Linked DNA regions of Mus musculus: all the other regions are linked to region 2. The links are chromatin contacts, called in public Hi-C and HiChIP or PLAC-seq maps. All regions are on one chromosome and are shown on one strand. The core of a region is the stretch at or near the end of the contact, and the rest is flanking DNA. Distances in the headings are between cores, read along the strand shown.

Region 1 (2,750 bases), core at 95-2,594, 230 kb after region 2:
AATTCAGGCCCACCCTTGAGAGTCAGCATGGAAAACACAGTTCTGAATGGTGTTTTGTTCTGTGCATTTTGTCTGAGCTACGTACTTGAGGTTTCACATTCTCCCATGTATTCCTTTGGCTAGCAAAATGATCATTGAAAAAAAAAAAAAAAGAATGGTTCACTGGGCCAATTACATGGAGCTTGGTTTCATGTTTGGGAAAATTATGAAGCTGTAGATAAAGCTGAACTTCCTAGGCTCATCCATTCTCTTACTGGTCATTAGACAACTCTATAAAATAATTCTTAGAAGGGAAGGTTTTATTTTCTTTCTTTCCGAAAGGTCCAAGAGAAAATGGGATTGCCAAAGACCATTCCTGATTCAGATACCAGGAAAGAGACCTACAGTGGCCTGTGACCACTTCCATAACCACAAGTGATCTATGGGCTGTCTGGTCTCTGATGGACAGCCCCATTTTAGCAACAGAGAATTTCAGAAAACAGAAACCTGTTTAGGAACCCAGACCAAACCAAGTAACAGGCAACCTTTACAGTCAAAATTGTCAAAGGGTCTGAAAGCAAAACAAAACAATATTTCAGAGTTGACTTGAGTCAAAGAAATGCCATGATATTGGGGCCAAGCAAAGGTTAAGAGTTGAGGAGGGCAGGCTGTGAATTGCAGGAAAGGGGATAGTTCCCTGTTAGAATTCCACATTGAAAATATATGGCACTGTTAAAGAGGTTTTTTAAGGCTGTTTTAAAACCCAGTCAGTTTTTAGCAGTGTCTTAAGCCCCTTCTGGTCATATATTGTGAGTTAGGTAGAAGTATTTATAGATAAATAATTGTGTGGAATCTCATTTACAAATAAAACAATACATCATGATCCTGTCACTTTATAAATTATGTGTTGTTATACATTGGAGCAATGGGTGGTCTTTTAGTTATCCTAAGAAAATAGTCTTCATCAAGAAAGTCAGTATGAGATTGGTTGTTTGTGAACTTTCTCAGATAAAATGTTTAAGATTTTGAAGGTTCTTGCATGATGATGATGGGGGGTGGTGACTTTGTGGGACATCATTCTAGACTCATGAGTCACCATCTTAGCACCATGAGTCATCATGAGTCATCATTCCAACACCATGAGTCATCACCTTAGCATCATGAGTCATCATCTTAGCGTCATTAGTCATCATGAGTCATCATTTTAGCATCATGACTCATCATCCTAGCACCATGAGTCATCATCTTAGCACCATGAGTCATGAGTCATCATGTACCATGAGTCATCATTCTAGCATCATGAGTCATCATCTTACCATCATTAGTCATTATGAGTCATCATTTTAGCATCATGAGTCATCATTCCAGCACCATGAGTCATCATGAGTCATCATCCTAGCACCATGAGTCAACATCCTAGCATCATGGGACATCATCTGTGCTGCTGAGGTTTTTCTCAACTTGACACAAGCAAGGGTCATGTGCAAAGAGGAGAACCTTAATTGAAAAGATGCCTCTATAAGATTAGCCTGTGGCTAAAACTGTGGAAAAATTTTTGATTAATAATTGGTGGAGGACTGCCCACTGTAGACAGCGCCATCCTTGGGCACGTGCTTCTGAGGTATATAAAAGCAAAGTGAGCAAGCCATCAAGGAGCAAGCCAGGATCTACAATCTTGTCAATTTTCAGCTCTTGTCTCCAGGTTTTGCCCTTGAACTCCAGTCCTGGCATCCCTGATGATGAACTTTAAAACCTGTGAGATACGAAAACCCTTTCCTTCCCAAGTTGGTTTTGGTCATCATGTTTATCACAGCAATAGAAAGCAAACCTGAGTATTGTCCCAGCACTGTGGGACATCACAGAAGAGCCTGTCAGCATCACTAGGGGAGCTGTCAAAGCAGATTACTGGGCTCCATGCCCAAGTGTCTTAATCAGGTCTGGACTGAGTGCTGAGAGTCTGAATTCATGGCCAGTTCCCATGTTAGCTCCCATGCATCTGGTCCAAGGATCACACTACGCAAACCATTAACTTAGACTTTATACATAACGAGTGGGTTGAAAAATAGCCTATTCAACCAGAAAGCCTAAAATGATCACCAATACCATGTCAGACCTAGGAATCTAAGGAGAAGGAAAAGGTAGGCCAGTTTAAATATAATCCATGAGTGGAAGTTACGCAGGCCCCAAGTGCTGCCAAGCTTGGTCTGAAGGACAGGAAGGACTGTCTGGTTCACTGTGTGCATTTTAGCTCAGGTCTACAGAGTGGTTAAGGGTCTGCTTCAGGGTCCATGGACCTTTTCAGGAGAGAGCCTGTTCTGCCTTGGCTTGTGGCAGCCTTCCCCCATGCCATTTCTCAGCTGGCCATACTGAAAAGTCTCTGGCAATGAATAGCCCATCTGGGAAGAAGGCATCGATGTCACTGGTGACTGCCAGCTAATACCATTTCTACTGCTATCCAAGACCTCTTTCAGCATGCTCTTGGTCTCCTCTGGGAATAAGTTTTCCTTCAGAATAGAGAGTGTTCTACTTCTAGCTCCAACTCTCTGCCTCCCAGCCCCTCCCACATTACAGAGCAGTCACAGATCTTAGTAACAGTGAAAGCTTCCGTCATTCCTGCCCCATAAGCTAACTTGCTTCCTGGAAACTTCTCTCCTACAAGTGAAGGTTCTGGTAGAATTGAAAGACCGCAACAAACAGATCCTAGCCTCATGGATCAGATTTACCCTTAGATTTTTCGTGTCATGGAGAAACATGTTCTTTCTAAAGAATGA
Region 2 (3,028 bases), core at 488-2,987:
CTCTCTCTCTCTCTCTCTCTCTCTCTTTCTTTCCAGTATTTTAGGGTACCACTGTAGAGAGGATGTGTGATAGCTTTGTTCAGGTGGCTGACAAGCTTGTTTGACATATAAGATAGACATTGAGAACACCCAGGGATTTCCCCTGCATCATCACCAACTGCTTGAAGTGGCATTTTCCACTCTGACTTGCTGTTTGGTTTTGTTAGATTGCAGCATCCTGGAACAGAATGAAAGGATCTGTGTTGAAACAGCTACAGTAGGGTTACAGTAGACCCTGAGAAAAACAGAGTGGACTTCAGCCTGCACGGATGAGCTTGAAGCAGGAATGGTTTGGGGTAAGTCATCCCTTCGGGGTTGGTATTTGCATTTATTTAGATTTCTTGTGGAGTATTTACATATGTGCTAGGATATTTGAGTGAGTAAGATGCATAGCTATTTTTTCCTCCATAGCTCAAGCAATAAGACTTCAGGGTAAGACCCTTGTAGGTAGGGAAAATGAAAAAAACAAACAAACATCAAACCAACCAAACAAATAATAGCAACAACAAAAATGCAGGTGACCACCCAACTCTACACACAAACAATAAATAATGTGTGTGGTCTGTAGGTCCTATTTTAGCCAAACTCATAAGGGATTAATGAGTCATACAGAGGAGGTCTACTTATCTGGTGATACCCTAATACAATACTGTAAGCAGCACTGGAGCAGGCAAGGTAGAGAGCTATCATCAGTAGTTTCCAGACCGCATTCAACAAGTGCTTCCTGTGTAACTTGTAAACGTGGGGTACAGTGTGGTCAGTTGAAAGAAGTATACAGTGTGTGATTTGTGATCAGGGTAGTTAGAATTTTCTTCATAACTTTTGGTCTGTTCTCATGTTGGCAACCTTTTGGTTCTCCCTTCCATTTTCCTCTAAAATTTATAATATGTTGTTGTGAAATATAGCGACCATCCTGGCCGTAGAATGTAGACTTTGGTCATTCTGTTTATTGGTGTTCTTGGTCCCCTGAGTGACAACCTTGGCCCGAGTTACAGTCTAAAAATTCCAAGCTTTAAATACATATTTTTAAAAGATACAAACTATATACTAAAACAATATAGGTTCCTCGGGATGTCTTTTTGGCTTTATTCCTGGAAGCAATCCTCAGATCGGAGCTTGTCTCCACCTATGGTGGAGGGCATTGGGAGAGCATAGTACTTGCTATGACTGGCCTGTAAAAGTGCATGGACCCTATTGATCTCCCTGGCCTCCTGCAGATTGAAAACTCCATGTCTTCTGGTACAGTTATGTAACCGTGGTCTCCCATTCTCCCTGGTGGAATTCATTGTGTGCCTGGGGCAAACTATCATTTGCAGGGAGTTAGGGAGGTCAGCCTATGTGCAAGTGTAGAAGAGAAGGTCCAGTCCCCAAGGGACTCATCTCTATTGTCTTTCGGCGAAGCAGGACTTTCAGACTTGGTGGTTAATAATTTAATTCCCTTGTGACATTAATAAGGGAGTGTTTCATGAATTTTCTATTAAAATAAACAAAGCAAGGGTCTTCTAAATTCTTGTCCTTCTTTTTTTTCTCTCTCTCTTTCTATTGAGGTCCCAGATTTTTATCACTGTGTGACAGACTGTCTGAGTAGAAGCCCTTTCACTCCATGGAGCCTCAAATCTTTGTTGTCCATTGAGAAGGAGGTTCTGGTTTTTCTTTCTAACTAAACATCTCCTTCCTGAAAGCTGAGCTGTGAGCAGCAGTTAGAATGATGGTCACATGTCATTCTTGTTAGCAGCTGGCTGTCTGCCTCAGAGTGGCACATTATTTGGGTTTCATAACAGCATTTTCTCTCTCTAGCAAAATGTTAAATGATAAGGAGCAGGAAACCGCATGAGTTCTGCAGAGTGGCACTGTAGACTGGGTGTGATTTGGAGAAACCAGGTTATGACTGTCCCTGGGGAGAGTGTCCTTCCTGTCTGGTTCCTATCCTAGCCCCTATCTCTGCCCCCTATATGTCTACTGTGTACAGTGGGCCATCATGAATCACAAACCTGCTGAAGACATTTGCTCGGGGTTACCTATGGACCAGGCTTGCCCTCCAGAACCCAGGCTCTCATTTATAAGTTCTGCCTGAGTTCTCAGACAACTACGGAAACCCTTTTGATGAATGCCTGTGACCCTCGGGCACTACCTAGACCTGTGTGTTTTCTGGTACCCCATTTAGGTTGCAGCCTGCTGTAGGACAGGACCCATGTCACAGTCCAGTGTTTCTCAATGGTGGTCTCATCTCAGGATCTCCTGCATCTGACTCACCAGGATGTGGTTATTAAAGTCAAAGACACAGTGACACCAGGCTGAAGGAATCAGAATTTCTGGGGGTGGGGGTGGGGGGATGGGGAAGCTCGCATGGCTTGCTCCACCTAAACTCTCTGCCTACTGGGGTTTCAAACAAGTGTCTAGAGACTAATATGAATATTCCCCTTGTCCAGCTTCAGGTCTGAGTACAATGAAGATCCCAATGCAATGCTCCCTTATTGATCTAAGCAACATTCACCATGAGAGTCACATTTACCTTTTGATTTATCAGTTTTTAATGACAAAAATTGAGGGATCCTATCCGCCTTTTGGGGAATAGGAAGTCAGTATATATAAGCTCTCAGAAACCCAGTTCCAACTAAACTCACAAAGCACCCTCTACCCCAGGCCAGAGGCTCTTGGAAAACACTTATGTCTCTTTCTTCTGTCCCTTGTAACAGCAGCAGATCCTTCTGGGGTCTGGTATCAGGGCACATCTGCTCTGTGCTAGGCAGCTGGAGGAGCCACAAAAGAGCCGCCAACTCCCAAGGCCATATCAGCTGCCCTCAGCACTTGATGCTGAGGTGTTATCTCCTTCAGCTGTTAGGACTTTCAGGTGGTCAGTGTGCATGGTAGGAGAGCCATCCTGTTATGGAAAGAGACGATGTTAAGCCCCAGTGGCCCCACGGTGGCAATGGCAGAGTCTGGGTTCAAGTCTGATGTTAACAGATTACGATGGTGACATTTGGCTCTT
Region 3 (3,012 bases), core at 451-2,950, 200 kb after region 2:
AGCCATGGAGGCATTAGGGGTAGGAAGGCAGACATGCATCATGGCAGGCAGAAAGGAAAGAGTGAGCTTCGGGGTGTCACCCTTACGAGGTGTTCCACTCCAGCACCATCCCCCAAACCTGTGTTGCTGAGAACCTTCGCATAGTCTGTCACTGAACTCTCTGAGTGTCTGATTTTTTTTTCTTTTTTTTTTTTTCTTTTTTTTTTTTTTTGTTTTTGTTGAGGCAGTCTACCCAACTGTCTCTGGAACTTCAAAAGGATAGCCGTCAGCAGTACACCGGGGCTGCTGTTCTCTAACTCAGAAGGGGAAAAAACAAAAAAACAAACAAACAAAAAAAAAAAACGAAGATGCTTCAGCCACCATTGGTTCAGCACACAAAGATAAAACTCACACCAGTACTTTAAATTAAACCGTTGAACATCCTTTTCGGGACTGTTTTTTGCAATGGGTGTTAGCATATTAGGTATTGCATCAATGTGTTAAATAAAAGTACCATGGCTATGAAGTGGGCTTAAATGTCTAACTCCACCCACCTGCCTTGTTTTCTGTGTTTACTGCCACAGGAAAAAAACATCTGCTTGGGACTTTACTGTGGGTGATTTTCATTTTTCAGAGTTGCGGTTGTCCTGATTACTATGCACTTAGTATTCAGGAATGTGCCTGCATGCATTCAGCTACTCTGTGTGAACACAGCACCCACACTTCCCATATGTGCATGTATACACATCCCTGCCTGTGCCCATGTATTCTCAAATCCTGGTGGTGGGTTTTTTGTTTTTTGTTTTTTGCGTGCTCACACATAAGGATACATTCACAACCGCATAGATGTATATTCTCTCATGTGTGCATATGTGTATATATTCACCCCTGCATGATAGAATATTGCAATTCACCCCATACATTTGGACACATGCGTACTACAAACACGCATTTACTCTAATGATATAGAATGCTCACAACCATACCCAGGTGTGTGCACTCATGCCTACATGTGCCTACATATGTTTCTCATGTTTATGGGTTATATACATCTCTCTGTGCGCCCATATGATATGTGTGTGTGTATGTCCTAATCCTTACATATACATGCACACTCTCCTCTGCACACCTATCTGCAATTGCACTTACCTCCCACAAGTGTGAAAGTGTGTGAATGGGTATCATCCCACAACAAATGCCAAGCTGTGTCCCCATGTCTTGCCCTCACCCTTGAGCCTAAGTCTAACCCTGTGGAGAAGGAGGCAGCCCAGAGTTTAATTCTACATTTAAGATATTTTTGAAAATATTCCCATTGAGAGAAACAGGAAAGACTGGAGCCTAAAATGTCAGAGTACATTTGCTTCCAGCTCCCAGTCACAGAGCTGAAGCAACCCACTATTCAAAAATTACATATTTTAGTCATCCTTCGTCCAAAGTGGGAGGGGCCAGATGCAAATGTAAGCAGCTCCTTGGCTCCCTTCAGTGTCCTTGCTACTGTTAAAGTGACAGTGGATGATTCAGTGGGGCTGGTTCCTTGGTTTCAGTTTGAACAGCCTCACCCTGTGATAGGTGTGAACTTGTATTTCTCACTGTATGAGAGAAAACCCTCAAACAGAAAGACCAGGGCAGCTTGAGTTGGAGGGACCTCATAATCCAAGGTGGCATCTACTGTGTTCCAGCTGGTAACCTCAGGGGTTCACGTGTGACTCAAAAAGGAGAGTGCTGGCCCACAATCAGTGTTTCCTGCCACAAGTCAGGAAATGTGATCATATCACACGTAAGCCAGTGTCACAAGGGGACATCAGATGTGAAACCGGAGGGGCTTTTTGTCTCTTAGCAGCTTAAATATTTAATTAAATTAGGAGGGAGGGAGGAGTGGAGAGAGGGACAGACAGAGGCAGAGTGACAGAGAGACGGACACAGATTTCATATGTTCTGTTGTCAGGTAATAGTCCCCCATGTTATTTTTATGGGCCATTCTATCTAGCGACAAGTTGGATTATAAAACCGTCTCCCAGCTTCCCCAAAGTAATGTCTGTTTTCTCGCTTTCTAATACTTTCTTCAGATCTTCGGGTAAAGCCTCGTCACGGTGAATCCAGATGAGAGCTGGCTTGGGGATACTTGGAGATGTGGATGGTTTGGTTCTGACTTCATCCATTTTAGGCAGAGAAACCTGTTTGTTCCTGAAGGTTTGAGTCTAGGCTGGCTGTGTAGACAGAAGCAGAATACCAGCATCACTTCCCAACTTATCCTTCTGATTCTCTGTATTAAAGTAGCTGAGCTATTTTTAATGAACATATGCAAATTTTATAAAGTTGTGTCTCACCTCCATCCTCAATATTTTTTTCATTACAATACATTTGCCTATCTGTCTGTCTGTCTGTCTATCTATCTATCTATCTATCTATCTATCTATCTATCTATCTACTGTATGTGTGTGCTTGCATGCACCTGCTGTGATGTACAAGTAGAAATCTAGGCACACTGAGAGCGACCTGGTACTCTCCTTCTACCATGTGAGGTCTAAGGAGCAGACTCAGGTTGCCAGTCTTGATAGTGAGCTAGCTCCTTTACCCACTGAACCGCTTTATTGGCTCCCCCGTCTTCAGCCTCTTAAATGAAACAGACAGTAAGCACATTCTAGCTTTTATTTAAAATGTTGTCCCTGGGCTGGGGCTGGAGCTGAGTTGAGAGAGTGCTTGCCTTGTATGTTCTATGCAGTGGGTCCATGAGCCCCAACACTGCATAAACCAGGCATGGTAGCACATGTCTGTAATTATTGCTTTTATGAAGTAGGGGCAGGGGGATCAGAAGTTCTTGGTCATCCTAAGCTACAGAGTGAGTTCAAACTCGACCTATGCTATGTGAGACCCCATATTGGTTACTTCTCTGTTGCTCTTATAAATTACCATGACCAAAGAAACTTGTGGAGGGAAGAGTTTATTTGTGCTCAGGATTCTAGAGAGAGATAGGCTGGGATGCTGGGGAAGCCTGGCAGCCAAGCTACAGAAATGGTGGCTGGAGCAGCGGGC
Region 4 (2,700 bases), core at 58-2,557, 160 kb after region 2:
ATACATGTGACATCATTAACAGATCGAGGTAGCAGTATAGAAAAAAAAAATAATGTCTAAAATCGATGCTCTGACATTAAAGACAGGAGAAAGCCCGAAGACAAAGATCTGTATTCTTTGGTCTTACTCTAGCAGATATTGACTGAGTATTTGCAAACGCTGGGCATTCACAACAGCTAAGGAGTTTTCAATCACTAGGGATGGAAATAAGAAAATAAGCAACTCTTTATACCATGAGCTACCTTCAGCATCCTGTGGATACAAACCAGTGTAACATTTTCTGGGATCAAGCCTTTATCCTCATACCTGAGGTATGATTGGGTGTCAACCATATCACTAGGGTGTAGCAGTCAGCATATACAGTGTAACAAGTGATTCCAATGTGTTGTGCCGTACAAACATAACTGTACTGCGATTCTGCAGGTCACTGTGCTAGCTCGGCTGAGGCGTATTATGGGAATGGTTGCTGGAAAGTTTCACAGGCTCTAGGGATAAGGGACCTTCAGTTTACCCAGCTTGTTTTAACTCTGATGTCTCTTATCCTCTGGTAAGCTCGTCAGAGCTTCTGCTTACCCACTCCTCCCTCTCCTTTCCCTGATTCTTCCCTGAGTGTGTTCGTACTTATTTATTTTCTGAGATGATGTCTTACTCTGTAGCCCAGGCTGGCCCGGAATCCATAGCAATCCTTCTGCCTCGACTACTCAAGTGCTAGGGTGGCAGGTGGTAAGACACCATGCTCAGGTATGATAGAGTTTCTCCATACTGCAATCCCAGGCGTCGTAAGAGTAGTAAAAGAGAGAAAAATCTCACTCATGTGTTCTTTCACATTTGTTAATTTCTCTTTGGCCACAAAGAGCCAATTACCTAGTAGGTTCAACTCAGGGGATCTAGCTTTCTCTGGCTCTACTCACACAGAAAACAACATGTACAAAGCTCAATGCAAGAGGACACAGCATGCTGGGAAAACTCCAAGAGTTCAGGAATGGCTAGACAAAAGCATGTGAGAAATGTCAGAGGAGATATATGTATCTATGAACCTGTGTATGTATGTATTTGAGACAGGGTCTTGCTCTATAGCCCTGGCTTGCCCAGAGCTCAACTTTTCCCCTGTGTAGATCAGGCTGGCCTAAAATTTTGGCAATTCTTCTGCCTTCACCTCACAAATGCTAGTGTTTCAGGCCTGAACCACCACACCTGGCTTGAAACATTTCGCAAATACAGACGAGTAGCCACTTAAAGCTTTTACACAGGATGCTGACATGATTGGTAGGGTACCTAGCAACACAAAGCCTAAAAGCACTTAACATCATCCCCAGGAAGACAGCCCAAGGATAGCTAAGGGCAAACAGGATGAGCAAGACTCAGAGGTGGTGCAGAGCTCACAAGCACGTTTGAAACAATACAACCAGAAGAGAGGTTGGGGGTTTCTAAAGGCACAGCAGAGAGCAGCAAGCTCCAGACCTGCCCACTGTCTGCTTCAAGGGGAAGTGCTGAGCATGGGGGAGGGGCTTGGCCCAGCTCTTACTGAATCCCACAGACCCTTGTTGACTATAGATTGTCAACAGAACCCAAGGGACTAATGGCTCAAAGATGCTCTTCGAATGTGACTGCCTGCATTATTATTGTCACGGGTCAGTCCAGCAGACCACCCTTCTCCTTTCAACACACTTTTCCCTCTTAAGCTCAAAATAGGCAACGTGCCCCAGGTGGTCTGAGGGCTCTCTTTCTCAAAAACCTCTCTAAACTTGGATTGGACCAGTGCTCACCCACTCATTTCCAAATATGACCCATAATATACATTTCAGTGTTAGCTCTTAAGCATACTAGAATGGAAATGAGTGTTTCATTTCACTAAATTCAAATTCAAAAGTGAGAGTGAGAATAACCTGTGGTTTCTATAAGTATAGTCAGGGACTCTGAAACTTGCGTGATGCTGGGTGGGTGGGAATTGCAGGCTCTTTCTCAGCTCTCTGCGTTATAACTCCAGTGTTTAAAATGTGATGGAGAAAACTGGGAAGGCCCCTACATGTGCGTGAAGTGCACAATTCACCCTATTTCTTTGTGGGATTTTTTTTTTCTGCTTAAAAAGAGGAAATTTAGAGCCCTGCAAATGGCCTGCGCCTCCTGCTTTCTCTTTATTCCCACTTAGGTCTCAGTGTTTACTATGAGAGAAGCCACGGAGCCCTAGGGCCTGGATATGGTCCTCTAGGATGGGGCAGGCCACTTGATTAACTCAGATTCAGATGTTTTGCCGCTTGCTTGAAAAGCCTGTTAGAAAGATCATCGGGTGAGACGGGTCGGTCTTTATCTTGTGGTCACTAATGGGAACCTTGCATGCTCCAGGGGCAGGGGATAGTGAGTATAAGGGGTGGCTGGAGGCTCAGCCCCTCTATATGCTGCTGGCTGAATGGGTGCCCCATCAACACCAGAGTCTGAAAAGTCCCTGGGTGCGATCCCAGCCCACAGGCATCCTTGACTGCTGAGTAACATAGCAAGCATTTTAGACTTTTTTTTTTTTTTTAATCAGAGAGTCTCAGTGAAAACCTCTTGTAGAGAACTGATAAAGAAACATGTGATAAGGGGTAAATCCCACTCCTAATTTCAAGTGCCCAAATATGGAGAGCTTCATGCTCAAGTGAACTGGAAAGAAAAAGCAGGAATGGCTTGGAATGCCTGAGTCTGCTTATTTGCTTTAATAGC

The links. Hi-C and Micro-C count contacts between places; a contact is called where the count stands out from the background. HiChIP or PLAC-seq counts read pairs in DNA pulled down with a chosen protein or histone mark.
Region 1: a Hi-C map of the G1E-ER4 cell line shows a contact between it and region 2, with 2.1 times the contacts expected there. The contact joins two enhancer-like sites. A contact is called at or near these places in 2 of 484 Hi-C or Micro-C datasets (the G1E-ER4 cell line and nephron progenitors).
Region 3: a BATF HiChIP or PLAC-seq map of CD8 T cells shows a contact between it and region 2, with 19 read pairs. The contact joins two enhancer-like sites. A contact is called at or near these places in 2 of 484 Hi-C or Micro-C datasets (the G1E-ER4 cell line and embryonic fibroblasts) and 2 of 115 datasets of contacts at active chromatin or transcription factors (CD8 T cells and effector CD8 T cells).
Region 4: a BATF HiChIP or PLAC-seq map of CD8 T cells shows a contact between it and region 2, with 24 read pairs. The contact joins two enhancer-like sites. A contact is called at or near these places in 3 of 484 Hi-C or Micro-C datasets (B cells, the G1E-ER4 cell line and nephron progenitors) and 4 of 115 datasets of contacts at active chromatin or transcription factors (CD8 T cells, bone marrow-derived macrophages, effector CD8 T cells and 1 more).

What each region holds. Positions count from the first base shown.
Region 1 is chr13:45,622,510-45,625,259 of GRCm38.p6, reverse strand. All of the region lies in intron 6 of Atxn1 (ataxin 1), which reads left to right. Among named protein-coding and RNA genes, the nearest start is that of Gm34582, 99 kb to the right of the region's middle. Within about 2 kb of position 1,344, at least 47 of the 459 cell types and tissues checked have an H3K27ac peak or open chromatin away from gene starts, as enhancers often do. A contact at or near this core is called in the G1E-ER4 cell line, where this site is marked.
Region 2 is chr13:45,849,635-45,852,662 of GRCm38.p6, reverse strand. It overlaps Atxn1 (ataxin 1), which reads left to right. Exons shown (of 8, transcript NM_009124.6): 3 at 207-335. Among named protein-coding and RNA genes, the nearest start is that of Atxn1, 110 kb to the left of the region's middle. Within about 2 kb of position 1,737, at least 85 of the 459 cell types and tissues checked have an H3K27ac peak or open chromatin away from gene starts, as enhancers often do. A contact at or near this core is called in CD8 T cells, the G1E-ER4 cell line, effector CD8 T cells and 1 more, where this site is marked.
Region 3 is chr13:45,648,044-45,651,055 of GRCm38.p6, reverse strand. All of the region lies in intron 6 of Atxn1 (ataxin 1), which reads left to right. Among named protein-coding and RNA genes, the nearest start is that of Gm34582, 120 kb to the right of the region's middle. Within about 2 kb of position 1,700, at least 34 of the 459 cell types and tissues checked have an H3K27ac peak or open chromatin away from gene starts, as enhancers often do. A contact at or near this core is called in CD8 T cells and effector CD8 T cells, where this site is marked.
Region 4 is chr13:45,685,043-45,687,742 of GRCm38.p6, reverse strand. All of the region lies in intron 6 of Atxn1 (ataxin 1), which reads left to right. Among named protein-coding and RNA genes, the nearest start is that of Gm34582, 160 kb to the right of the region's middle. Within about 2 kb of position 1,307, at least 23 of the 459 cell types and tissues checked have an H3K27ac peak or open chromatin away from gene starts, as enhancers often do. A contact at or near this core is called in CD8 T cells and memory CD8 T cells, where this site is marked.